Linked DNA regions of Hordeum vulgare: region 1 is linked to region 2. The links are chromatin contacts, called in public Hi-C maps. All regions are on one chromosome and are shown on one strand. Each heading gives the region's core, a stretch centred on a gene start, on an enhancer-like site or on the middle of the called end of the contact. The rest is flanking DNA. Distances are from core to core; before and after follow the strand shown. Region 1 holds the start of LOC123404792. Region 2 holds the start of LOC123403339.

Region 1 (6,584 bases), core at 157-2,656, 520 kb before region 2:
GCGAGACAAGCGCGATCTCTCGTGCGACACCCATGCTCCTACCCCTTTTCCGGCACTCTCTCCCACGCCCCCGCGCCATGCATCCATCGATATCTTTGCCCCGCCAAGCAACCGGAGCAGAGCTCGCTCGCTCGCTCGCTCTCGGCATAGATCGCGTGCAGGGTGCAGCCCTCCTGTGGCCGTGGCTCTTCCCACCGTCCCAGGTGACTCCAACGCGGCTCGCACCGAGATCTCCCCCTGCCGTGCGATATGCATCGATCCATCCCGCCTCGCCTCCCTAGCAAACTCCTTGCATGCATCGTCGGCCGCCTGTTTTCTTACGCCTGGCCGCATCCGTTTGTTTCAGCTTTGCAACATTTCACTGTACGCCAACAATTCCTCAAAAGCTGTACGTCAACTCCGCCATGCACGTCCGTGTTTCTCAACGGAAAACGAAGGCACATCAGATTATTTGCACTGTGTGTGTGTGTGTGTGGAGGGGGATTTCCTTGACGGCTTGAGAAATATTTTCCTACTCTATGTCTATGTGCGTTTGACATTGATCGATATCCTTGCAGATTCATAAGCCTGGGCCTCCGTGGCTCCGGAGGTTTTTTGTAATTTGGACATGTCAACGGCCCGATTAACAAAATCCGGAAACGCGTACGTACAGCAGCCAGGCAAATTAATCATCAAGCAACAGTAAAGTAGGGCTTAAGTATGCCAACTTGGTCACATCGGGGGTACAAACTGTACTTGGTTTAATCAATTTGATTATGGGGTTAGGGTTACCACGACGCCATCTGGTGGTACTACCTAGCTAGAACAGTGGTAGATCGCACTGCACGTAATAATTGCAATGCACATGATCAGCAAGTAATATAACCATGGGCTGGGTTGCCTACAAAATCTGTATCAAGACTTAAAGGGGACGGATCGAGACATTCATGTGCGGCTAAGGAGATGCATGGTCTGCCTCGGTTTTCATGACCAGTACCCCCTCATGCCGCGCGCGCTCTTCCTTTGTTTACCAGAATTTTCGTACGACAGGTGCTGCTATGCGTGCAACCATCCTTCTTAATTTGTATGCCTGATGAAATCCTGAAAACAAAATTGAGAGGATTTGTTTGTTACTACTAAATAAATGTCAAGGGAAGGTACATATTTCTAAAATAAAGGAGAGAGATATGCATATATAATTTCGATTGTGCCCATTTTTTGCACCAAGACAACCAACACTTATTGAATTACTAATTACTCCAGTTTTGGTACTTACCCAAAAATCCAAATTCATCATAAGTATTCCTGGCGGAAACAGAAATCTTACATAAAGAAACGGACGAGTCCCCGTTTTCTAGCTTGTAGCACTACGTACCTCCCCCATATCCTCTTCGAACTTCGATGCATGTCTCTTCTCTAAGCTCTCTTACCTATTAATGTTTCCTAAGTGGTCACCGATCGCACCGGCCCTCCATGTTTAGCCTAAGCTCCCCTCCCCTAGCTCTTGAGAGGAAGCTAAAGCTCACCACGACCTACACTATTCTCCTGGTGTTCTTCCTCTTCACTCTCCACATTACCTCATGCGAAGCTCGTCGCCTCCGCGTGAATGGCAAGTACTCAAGCAGCAACAAGTCTTCCCTGTCATCACAGGTTAATTTCAGCCATAATACCATTCGGTTAAACGTCATAACGTCATCGATTTTGTTCTAGCTTTGCCCTCTCTATTGTGTTTCCGTAGGATGCGACAGAGGTTGCTGATGCCCAGAAGCAAAGGAGAAACTCGTTGATGGTTCATGATACGGAGAAGAAGGCTCGAGCTGTCGGAAGCAGCATCGATCAGTCGACGGGCGCGGGAGCAACATTGATCAATCGATCAGGTGGAATACGAAACACCACGCATGCCGCTAGGGTTTCGCAGCAGCTTCCTCATCGCAAGCACGTGGATGATCAGGGAATTCACCTGGATTATGCGCAGCCTAGAACTCGTACTCCGTATCACAACTGAACATATATATATATATATATATCGATCACGGATGAGAGCAGTCGCTCATGAGATGACATTTACGTGGTCGTGATCATTTATCTAGTTATCATGTATATTTTTCCTTGAATCTCACTAGCTAGCTTCCAGCAGCTTCAAGTCGATCGTATCTGTGTTTCCGTTATATGTCTAGTTATTTTCTGCAACTTTAACGACAGAGTTTGCCGTCGATATATATTGAGTGAATTTTGGACAAGCTTCAGTTTGGGTGGGTTGTGGTGTTATAGCGAGTTAGCGACAGCATATTAGATAGCTCAGTTTTTTTTCATAAAGAATTAGATAGCTCAGATGAGAATGCGTATGCTATAGACGTACCAGTTCTGCACTTAATTAGCTTTTTTATGTCCTGGATCATATATCAGCAGCTACATGAATATATATCTCATACAGGCCGGTGCATGTACAGCTTGCCCTTTAGTCGCCTTGATTGACCACTCACAGTATTTCATAGTCAGTGGTAATGATTTGCAGGGGACTCGTCTCGTGGCTCTAACGGAGAGCAGCTAGGATCCAAGGCGACCACCGTGTACACAGCGGGAACACTAGTAACCATGGACTACCCAGTTGCACACGCAGCACCAGCTGTTCACAACAGGTAGTGCGTGCATGCGTAAAGCAATGAGCAGGGCTTGCCTCTTTGATTGATCTTGCCATTTAATGTATTTTACATGCACGGGTCTGTTAACGTTAAGCCCTTGGGTCGACTCCAGTTTTAGCACAATCTTGTAGTCATGTATATATATTTTCGGATGTATTTACTATGTATTAGTGAATCACTATGTGGCTTGTCCTGAGGGCTCTTTAACAATTACTAGTAAAAGAGCCCGTCCGTTGCAATGTAAAAAAAGATATCACATGCTCTCCATTGGTCCTTCCTTCGGGAAGTGTTATTCAAGAAGGGTTTTGACCCGCAATGGATCACTAGGGTAATGTAAATGGTGATGAGTGGTACGACAGCCGTTAACATCAATAACGAGGTAGGCCCCTACTTTCCCATGGCTCGGAGCGTAAGGCAAGGGAACCCTTCTTCCCCTTCCTTTTCAACCTCATGGTTGATGCCCTAGCCGCCATCCTCGACAAGGCCAAGGGGGCAGCCACCTTAGGGGTATATGTACCCACCTCCTCGGGGCAGGAGGCATCACTCATCTGCAGTACGCGGATGGCACGATTCTTATGGTCGAAGGATCGTCCGAGGACATTGCTCACCTCAAATTCCTCCTCCTTTGCTTTCAGGAGATGTCCGGCTTAACAATTAACTTCGCAAAAAGTGAGGTCATGGTTATGGGCTATCCGGAGGAGAAAAAGCTTAGTATAGCGAATCGACTTAATTGTCGTCTAGGAACCTTCCCGACCACCTACCTTGGCATGCCCATCAGTGATAGCCGTATCATGGAAAAGGAACTTCAACCCTCGGTGGCCAAGGTTCAACACCGGGTGGAGCCGTGGCAAGGACGTTGGTTGTCTAAAGCGACTCGGTTTGTCCTGATCAACTCCTAGATGACTGGTCTACTGATGTATTTGATGGGATTCTATAGTCTGAACAAATCCCGTGATCATGATCATGATATTGCCAAGTAACAGTCCCTGTTTTTCTGGACGGGGAAAGGCGATAAACAAAAATATCACATGGTGAAATGGTCGGAGATAAGTAAACCCATGGACTAGGGCGGTCTACGGATTATCTCTTCCAAGAGGATGAATATTGCCCTCTTGTTTAAATGGCTATGGAGGATCTCTTCTAGAGAGGGTGGCCTCTGGCTAGATATTATTCGCGCTAAATACCTCTGTAGCCAACCCCTGACGTTTGCCCCAAGAACTGGGGGATCGCAGTTCTCGCAGTCGATTGTTACGTTGATGCCTGCTTTACGGCTCGGCTACACTATGGAAGTGGACCTGGGCACTTCCACCCTCTTTTGGCTAGACTAGTGGTGTGGCTCTCAACCCTTCGGCATTCGCTTCGAACTGCTTTTCAACATTTGTGTTCACAAAAATATGACTGTAGCAGGCGCCCTATCAAACCAAGCGGGTATAGCCTTCAGACGGACCTTCGCCCCGATGAACGGGACCTATGGGACGAGCTCGTAGATTGTGTGGCTATCCACACTCCGTCCTTAGATGAGGACGTAATCCACTGGCACCTAGAACCCAACGGGCGGTTCTCCGCAAAATCTCTATACCAAGTGATTCTACCTAACTCCGGGACCGAGCGAGTTGAATCTCCTTTGGGAGATCAAACTGCCATTGAAGATTAGGATCTTCCTATGGCAGTTGGTGCGAGGGCGTGTCCCAGCCGGTACAGAGGTGCTAAAGCGGAACGGCCCATCCGATGGGTTGTGTCCCTTGTGTAGGATACCTGAGGACTCCAACCATATATTCTTCATATGTCTGGCTGCAAGGTTCCTTTGGAGCTGTTTTCACGAGGTTGTTGGTGGCAGTTGGTGCCAGGACAACCTCCTAGATATGTTTATTGAGGTGCTCGGTACCCAAAATTCCGATGTGCGACCGACCCTCTGAGTTACCATCGGTGCCCTCCCGTGGACAATATGGAATATCCGTAATAAACTTGTGATAGAACATGTGGTTCCTCTTCGTGCGACTGATGTTGTATTCAAATTATGTAGTTTTCTACAGCTATGGAGGCCGCTTAGCCGGCACCATGTTTGGGACTCCATCGATAGAGTTTTCGTCGCGCTCTGGTCCGTCGCCACCCGCATGACCGCGCCACCACTCGCTCCTCCGCCTTTGGAGCCAGATTAGCGTAGCTGTTCATGGACCTCCTTTTTGGGGGATTATTGTGCTGCTCCCCGAGCGAGACTTCATGTTTTGTGTGTGTGTGTGCGCGATGAACCTTCTTGTTACTTGTATGCTCCCATTGAGGCTTTATAATATAAAACGGGAGAAAACCTTATTTCGTTGATTTTTTTTGAAAAGGAGGATCGCAGCCCCCGGCCTCTACATCAATCGATGCATGCAGCCATATTATTAAAAAAGGTTCAAACAAAAATTTATAGTTCCACAATGCCTGACAACCTGAGAAAATAACACAAGTACGTAAATAAATAAAGACCGCCACATCCAGCGAGATATAAAGTAGACTACGATGCATATACACCTAGCCTATTATTAGCTCGCCATCCAAATCGGCTGAAAGTAGCCCGTGCGACCATCTCCTACCGGTTGCACCCAATAACCATAACCTCTGTGGAGTCCGCATGAGTAAGTAACGACCATGTGCGGATCCAAGCCGTGGCTCTATAAATGACCTGCAAAAAATTGTTGAAGCTCCTGCCATTAAAAAACATATCATTTCTAGTGTTCCATATAGCCCAAAATAATGTACTTATTGTTGGGGAACGTTGCATGGGAAACAAAAAATTTCCTACGCACACGAAAACCTATCATTGTGATGTTCATCTATGAGAGGGAGATCGGATCCACATATCCTTGTAGATCGATAAGCGGGAAGCGTTAAGAAACGTGGTTGATGTAGTGAAACAGCTTCGTGATTCAAATCACCGTCGTCCCACGATCCGTCCCGATCTAGCACCAAACGGACGGCACCTCCGCGTTCAGCACACGTACATCTCGATAACGATCTCCGCCTTCTTGATCAAGCAAGAGAGACGGGTAAGTAGATGAGTTCTCTGGCACCGTGACGGTGCGCCGGTGATGGTGATGATCTATTCCTGCAGGGCTCCGCAGAAAACCAATCTAGAGGAAGAACTATGAAGTAGAGGATTAGGGCTGCACGTGGCAAAGTTGTGTCTCAAAAACCCTAAAACCTCTAGTATGTATAGGAGGAGGGGAGGGGCTAGCCTTGGGGCTCAAGAGAGCCCCTAGGGCGTCTACCGAGTGGAGGAGGAGGGACTCCCACTCTAATTCGGTTTGGGAAGGAGGAGTCCCTTCCTTCCTTCCCACCTCCCTCTTTTTTTTCTCCTTTGATTTTTCCTGTTGGCCGAAATAGCCTTATTGGGCTGGCCTCACCAGCCCACCAAGGGCTGGTGCACTATCCATGGGCTATTAGGTTCACTTCCGGGTGGATGGCCCCCTCCCGGTAAAAACCTGAAACCCATTCGTCACTCCCGGTACACTCACAACAATGCCCGAACTCTTTCCGGAAGCCAAATGAAACAATCCTATATATCAATCTTCGTTTCCGGACCATTCCAGAAACCCTCGTGACATTCGTGATCTCATTCGGTACTCCGAAAAAACCTTCGGTCACCAACACCTATAACTCAACTATAGCGAAACGTCACCGAACCCTAAGTGTGCAGACCCTGCGGGTTCGAGAACTATGCAGGCATGACCTAAGACACTCCTCGGTCAATATCCAACAACGGGACCTGGATGTCCATATCGGATCCTACAAATTCTACGAAGGTCTTAGCGGTTGAACTTCTATGCCAAGGATTCATATAATCCGGTATACCATTCCCTTTGTCCTTCGATATGTTACTTGCCCGAGATTTGATCGTCGGTCTCCCTATACCTATTTCAATCTCGTTACCGGTAAGTCTCTTTACTCGTTCCGTAATACAAGATCCCGTGACTAACTCTT
Region 2 (6,293 bases), core at 3,743-6,242:
TCTCCCCTCCTCTCCTTGGAGATGAACGGACCTACGCCGCCGCCGCCGCTACAACGAGTATCTCTGGCAGTTGCCCCTCCCAGCACCCCCTCCGCCGCAAGGATCTATATATTCACTGCTTTCTTCCCTCCCCCGCCCTCCTCGGCATGCAGTGGCGCCGTCATGCCACCACATGCGATTTCATGGATGTCTTTGGATCTGAAGGAAACATCAGAACCACTCCTTGATGACTCTTAGCGCAGACTCCCTATGCCAAGACGTAGCTGTTCTGTTTATAGGCTCTACCTGGCCAGGATCGCCCTTCATACTGTCAGCTCCCTAATTTGTAGTTTCACATGCCAAGTATATTTTCCATCTACTGGTTCATGTGGAAATATATGCTTAGGAGTCAGGCTTCTATCCCTGCAGCATATTGTGATGCATCAATGGCTAAGAATCAAATATAAAACCAAAAGTTCAGTTTCTTCTCGACCAGGTTAATAATAGTTTATTTAGTTGATTTCATGCAATTTAGAGAAGATTTATATTTATCATATTCACTGTGTATTCATTGTGTAGTCTCCTACATATAAAGTTCTGCGCTTGCCCTCCTTCATCACCTGATTGTAGTTTCAGTGAGTTAGAGCCTGTTTGGGACTACTCCGCTTCTTAAAATTTAGCTCTGCTTTAGAAAACGCAAGCCAAACAGGATAGCTCCACTACTTACCGCTCCGCAAAAAAAATAGAATCTGGGGTACAACTTCATGTTTTTTGTGAAGCTCTTTAGGAGGTGCTCCAAAAAAATATGGAAGCTGGAGTTGGCAGGAAATTACCCACCACTGCCACCAGTAAGTGGATACCCCTTCGTTTCTCCCCACTCATCCAATCAGATATATCCTTTCCACCAAATTCCTCATTCTTAAAGCTGGAGCTAGATGGAAGCCAAACACTCTCTTTGAAAGAGTTACAACTTCTGTATGAAACCGATCCAAAGTGAATTTGATGGAGCGGAACTGAATTTTATGAAGTAGAGTAGTCCCAAAGAGGCCCTTAACTTATAACAATTTTGATCTGTCCACTAGGGCATGCTCCTGAATCGATGTGTCTCTGACATAGCTCGGGGCTATTGACAACAGGACTGGTACAGTATGTTCACTTGTGAGACATTGTCCATTCACTTCACCTGGATGTCAACGCTGACGATGAGGCTATTAGTTTCATCCACATGCAATGCAGTTATTCGAGGCAAGCTTGGAACCATTGAGTTTGTGTGGTTCTCATCGATAATGCTGTGCCTATTCCCGTTGGTTTGGATGTCCTTGAGAGTGGTGGATCATATCCATGAGCATTTTGCAGAAAAATAAACGGTGTGGTCTTGGTTCCCTGGGTATGCTAACTGTATGGAGCTTATGGAAGCAGACAAACACCAAGGTGTTCGCTAACACCAGCCAACAGAGAAAGGAAGAAGAACCGAGCTCTCAAATCATTTCCGACCTGCAACTTTGATTATTGGCTGGAGGAGCAGGTGTAGCATCCTTGTGTGAGTAGTAGCGTTAGTTCTAGGAGACGGTGTGCTGTTGCTTTTCTCTTGCAATTTGTTTTCTTCTCCTTCACTAAAAATGGTAGCTAGGTAATTTGTGTACTCTAGAAAAAACTATAGTAAGTTTAAATCTTAATTGCGTCATTGAAGAATAAAGACAACAATTGTTCAGTTCACATGTAGGATATTTGATGTCCGATGGATGATTTCATAGAACCCCCATGTCCCAGGATGAGAAGTTAATTTCTCATTCCCTAATTTCATTAATTTCCTGTCAGTTTTCTTTATCCTTTTGATAATATTTGTTAGTGTAGTATTATACCTTTTCATTTAATTGGAATATGATGCAATACTTTTTTACATGATTCTTGTTTTATTTTTGGATCAGATCTACTTAGGTCGAATAACAAACAGAGGAGACTAAAGTACCTCCCTCTACTAATGTCTCCAATAGCATGGGTGTAGTGGTCAGGGGCGTAGCCAGGCCCCGGGCTACCGCTGGCCATGGCCTTGGGCGTGGCAACACTTTCCTTTGTTTACTGTTTGTATAGTAGCACAATAAATCACTGTTTAACACTGTCCACTTGCTGTTGGCCCGGGCGTTGCGAATTCCTGGCTACGCAAATGTGGTGTGATATGCTTCATTTCCTATGACTGTGTAGTATAATGATTTGATATATTAATCAGCACGCCGGGTCCAGTTGGTGTGAAAAAAACAGTTACATTTTTGTTTTACCCTTTTCTTTTGCAGGTGGGAATTCCATCATTTCAATTGTCAAGCACCCAACAGAGGCTAGATTTGGATACTGCTTCAAGTATCCAATACGCAACTAGGGGCATCAAAACTCGTTATATCGTCACCATTTAATCTGCTATCTGTATGATTCTCTTTACCTGATGTAAAATTTAAGCAATTCGTGTTCTGTGAAGTGGAGAAACCAAATGTATCGATTCTTATTAATGAGTATTGGTTTCATTTATGTGATCTATGCGCTTCAATCTATCTCTTTTTCAAATCAGTTGGACACAAAACAAAGATTTTACGTAAACAGTTGGATAACCAAAGGCTTGAATATTATATATCTTGAGTTCTCAATCTACATATATGCAGGGAAAGGAGAAATGGAGAGATATATGTTACAGTATATGTGGATTGCACTAGCCCTTTCCATCAGTTCGGACTTTTGGTTGCGTTGGCTAGTGCATGAAGCTTAACATGGTATCGGAGCTAAGGTCTTGAGTTCAAGTCCTGGTTTACGCAATTTATTAAAAAAATTGCTGGTAGCCCCCCTTTGTGTCCACGTAGAGGCCTCTTGAGTCATACGTGAGTTTTGCGCGCCGTCACTCTCTTCCGGTTGCACGTGTTGACTTGTCTTCCCCGTCACACGTGAGAGGGGGTGTTACAGTATATGTGGATTGCACTAGCCCTTTCCATCAATTCGGACTTTTGGTTGCGTTGGCTAGTGCATGAAGCTTAACAATATAATGTTGATGCGCTAACATATTTCTTCAGGCATGTGCGAGTAAATTTAATAGTTGTAGTAGTTGACCAGCCAGATAATAAATTCTTGGTATATGCCCTAATTATGTTACTTTTTGCAGAAATCATTTTATACTTGCACGAAAAAACATCATACTTTTCGGATTAAAATGCCTTCCTTTTCATATCATGCACGTTGTTAGAAAGAAAAAGACCAATGCATATGTAATGGAGGTGACTTCCATATACCACTCTCTCACTGGACAGTCTATTTTTTGTGAAAGGAGAAAAACTGTTTACATGTGGAAGTTAAGGCTTTATTTTATTTTTAACTTGGATAGTTATGGCTTCATACTGTAATTTCTAGAACTTCTTTTGAAGTTGTCTACATGTTTTCTTATACCCAACACAATTGAGTATTCCCATTTTGTCCAAACCAAAACTGAAGTACCAACTTTGCATCGTATGAAAAAAGAAAATAGATACACTATGTATTCTAATTAAAGTCAGTCTCCCACAAACTGGATACATGTTCACGTGCTTATTACATACCCCCTCCGTCCCAAAATAAGTGTCTTAAACTTAGTACAACTTTGTACTAGAGCTAGTACAAAGTTGAGACAGTTATTTTGGGACAAAGGGAGTATTACTGTTTGGAACTTCAAAATTACTTTCGTTAAATTTACTTCCCATGTACTTAGCACTTCTTATTCACATAGAGGACCAAGACAGGCAGTGTTTCATCATCCACTACTTTATTTAACTTTGACCTTGCTACCCCCATGCTCTCGCACCCTAGGGAAAATCCCATGTGTGCTGCTGCCACCGCTGTTGAGAAAGATTATGGAGGAGGTGAGGGCAAGAAGAAAGTACAAGACAAAGGGTGAGGACCTAGGAGCAACATGGTCCCACCACAACTAGCAAGAGACGTATCTTTGTGAAGTCGGTGAAAAAGGTAATAAAACTTACCAATTGCTCATCTTATTTATGTTGCATAGTTTTCTCTCTAAATTTAACTCTCTTTTCGTAAATTGTTTATAAACTTTCATTGATCTCTATTTTTTAGAAATTGTGTGTGCTTTTGCAGAAGAGAAGTCCCTTTAGTCCCTAGGAGGCATTATGATGATTTGCTCACATATGGATGTATTGGTCCGCTCTCAGCTGGATCACAAATGCATGCTTGCTAAGTTTTTCTTTTTTTATTTCTTTATCATTACATGTCTGATGATGTCGGCAATGGGAAATAACCAAGTTTACAAATAAGCAACATTTTCTTATGATATGAATGAAATTAACTTTCATGTTGCGTGTTTCAATATATATGTGCAAATACCTACCACCGGTTGTAAAAATGGACGGGTGCGGCAACGCGTGCGATCATGGTCTAGTATACATAACTACCAAACAATCAATTACTCCGATATTAAGTGACTCAACTTTGTACTAACTTTTTTGAAACAGAGGGAGTACTTCTCTAAATACACCGATAATATACACAGACCAACTGTTCAAATAAATGCCACAATGAAGTAAATACAGCCAATTGTAACAACGTAGCGTAATTGCGCAGGTCAGGTGTTCGACGAAAGGCATCATCGGGATATGAAAATGAAAGGGAAGAGGCCGTACCATGACTATGCTCTTGCAGAGCTGGGCGACTGAATGAGCGGCGAGGAGGTGGCGGCGCTCCTCGAGAGTGCGGTCGTAGTAGTCAGCTGGAACACGCCGGAAGGCAAAGTCGTGCACGCCGCGCGCGGCCAGGAGGGCCGAGAGCCGCTCCTCGGTGTCCCCCGCCTCCACCTCCGCCTCGGCGTCGGTGAGAGAGAGCGCCCCAAGACGGTGCTGCTGGGCAGCGAGCTCAAGATCCTCGACGCGGCGGAGGATGCGGAGCTGACGTGCCTCGAGATCGGCCGCGGCGGCGCCCATGGTCGATGTTGCCATGTTGTTGTTTTTTTTACGGGAAGGTCGATGTTGCCATGTTGGTAAAGGTTTCTCGACTCCAAGAGGCTGAGGAGGGCCAACTAAAACTTCCTCGCAGATCAGCATTTCGTACCAGCCCAGTTAGAGCTTCCTTCTTTTAGGCTTGGCCCAAATTTACATATACTATGCTTCCCAATTTTTAAGGAAAACCCTATTTGGCACTTATGCATGGAAAAGCCTACTTAACGCTTTTTGCGTCAAATAGTCGGGCAAATGCACATGGGAGCGTCAAACTGGGCCGGCCCATCTCCCTCTGCAGGCAGTTTCGGTCTCTGCTTCATTTTTTGGTCATTTTTTCTGTTTCGTTTTTTTCCTTTTTTTCCTTTTTCGTTTTTCTACTTCTGTTTCTTTTTTCCTTTTTTTCTATGGTTCTTTTTAAAACCTAAGTTCATGTTTTAACAAAATTCTGGAGATTCAGAAAATGTTCTTGATTCTAAAAAAATATTGTAAATTTCAAATATTTGTCTTTTTCAAAGACATTCCTAGCTTTAAAAAATATTCGGGATTTTAGAAAAATGTCCTACATTTTTACAAAATGTTTGCCATTTTAAAAAATGTTTCTTTTTCAAAAAATGTTATTGTTTCCTTTTTAATTTTTACCTTCATTTTTGTTACTTTTTCCTTTTCTTATTTTTCTGTTCGGCATTTTATATAAACAAATTCAGTTTCAAAAAATGTTCTCGTATTCACAGTTTATACTTAAATGTCCGTGCTTCAAAAAACATTCCTGCTTCCAAAATGTGTTCATCTTTTGAAAAATACTCGTGTTTCAAAAATTGTTCTCGTATTCAAAACACTGCATTATTTTTCCAAAAAAAAAATCTTTTTCATATATTGTTCACAATATTTTTTTAAATGTTCTTCTTTTCACATTTTTATAAAAAATATTCCTGTTTTACGAATTTTTTTCTCTTTTTTGAAAATTTCTTCACAAATTTAAAACTTGTTCACATTTTGTTCCCCAATTCTAAAACTATTAATGATTTAAAAATGTTTGGGAAGTTTAAAAAATATTCTTCATTTTCTAAAAAATATGTTCCGTTTCAAAAAATGTATGTAAATTCAAAAAATGTTGCTGTCTTAAAAAGTGTACATAAGTTCGAAAAAAAGTTCCGGTTTCAAAAATTGTTCACAAATTTCAAAAAATGTTATTCCTTACAAAATAAATGTTATATGTTTGTAAAATGCTCCTGTTTTCAAATTTGTTTATAGACTAAGAAATTGTTTATATTTTCCAAAAAATTGGTGTATTTAAAAAAATGTTCGCACGCTTACAAATTCGTTCATGTTTTTTCAAAATTGTTCTCGGTTTCA

The links. Hi-C and Micro-C count contacts between places; a contact is called where the count stands out from the background.
Region 1: a contact with region 2 is called in a Hi-C map of seedling, with 4 times the contacts expected there. The contact joins the promoter of LOC123404792 here to the promoter of LOC123403339 in region 2. A contact is called at or near these places in 3 of 6 Hi-C or Micro-C datasets (leaf and seedling).

The regions. Positions count from the first base shown.
Region 1 is chr6H:419,198,524-419,205,107 of MorexV3_pseudomolecules_assembly, reverse strand. It overlaps LOC123404792, which reads left to right and starts at 1,406. Exons shown (of 3, transcript XM_045098736.1): 1 at 1,406-1,629; 2 at 1,718-1,856; 3 at 2,495-2,848. The coding sequence starts at 1,453. The coding sequence ends at 2,622.
Region 2 is chr6H:418,685,741-418,692,033 of MorexV3_pseudomolecules_assembly, reverse strand. It overlaps LOC123403339, which reads right to left and starts at 4,992. Exons shown (of 5, transcript XM_045097280.1): 1 at 4,629-4,992. The coding sequence starts at 4,940.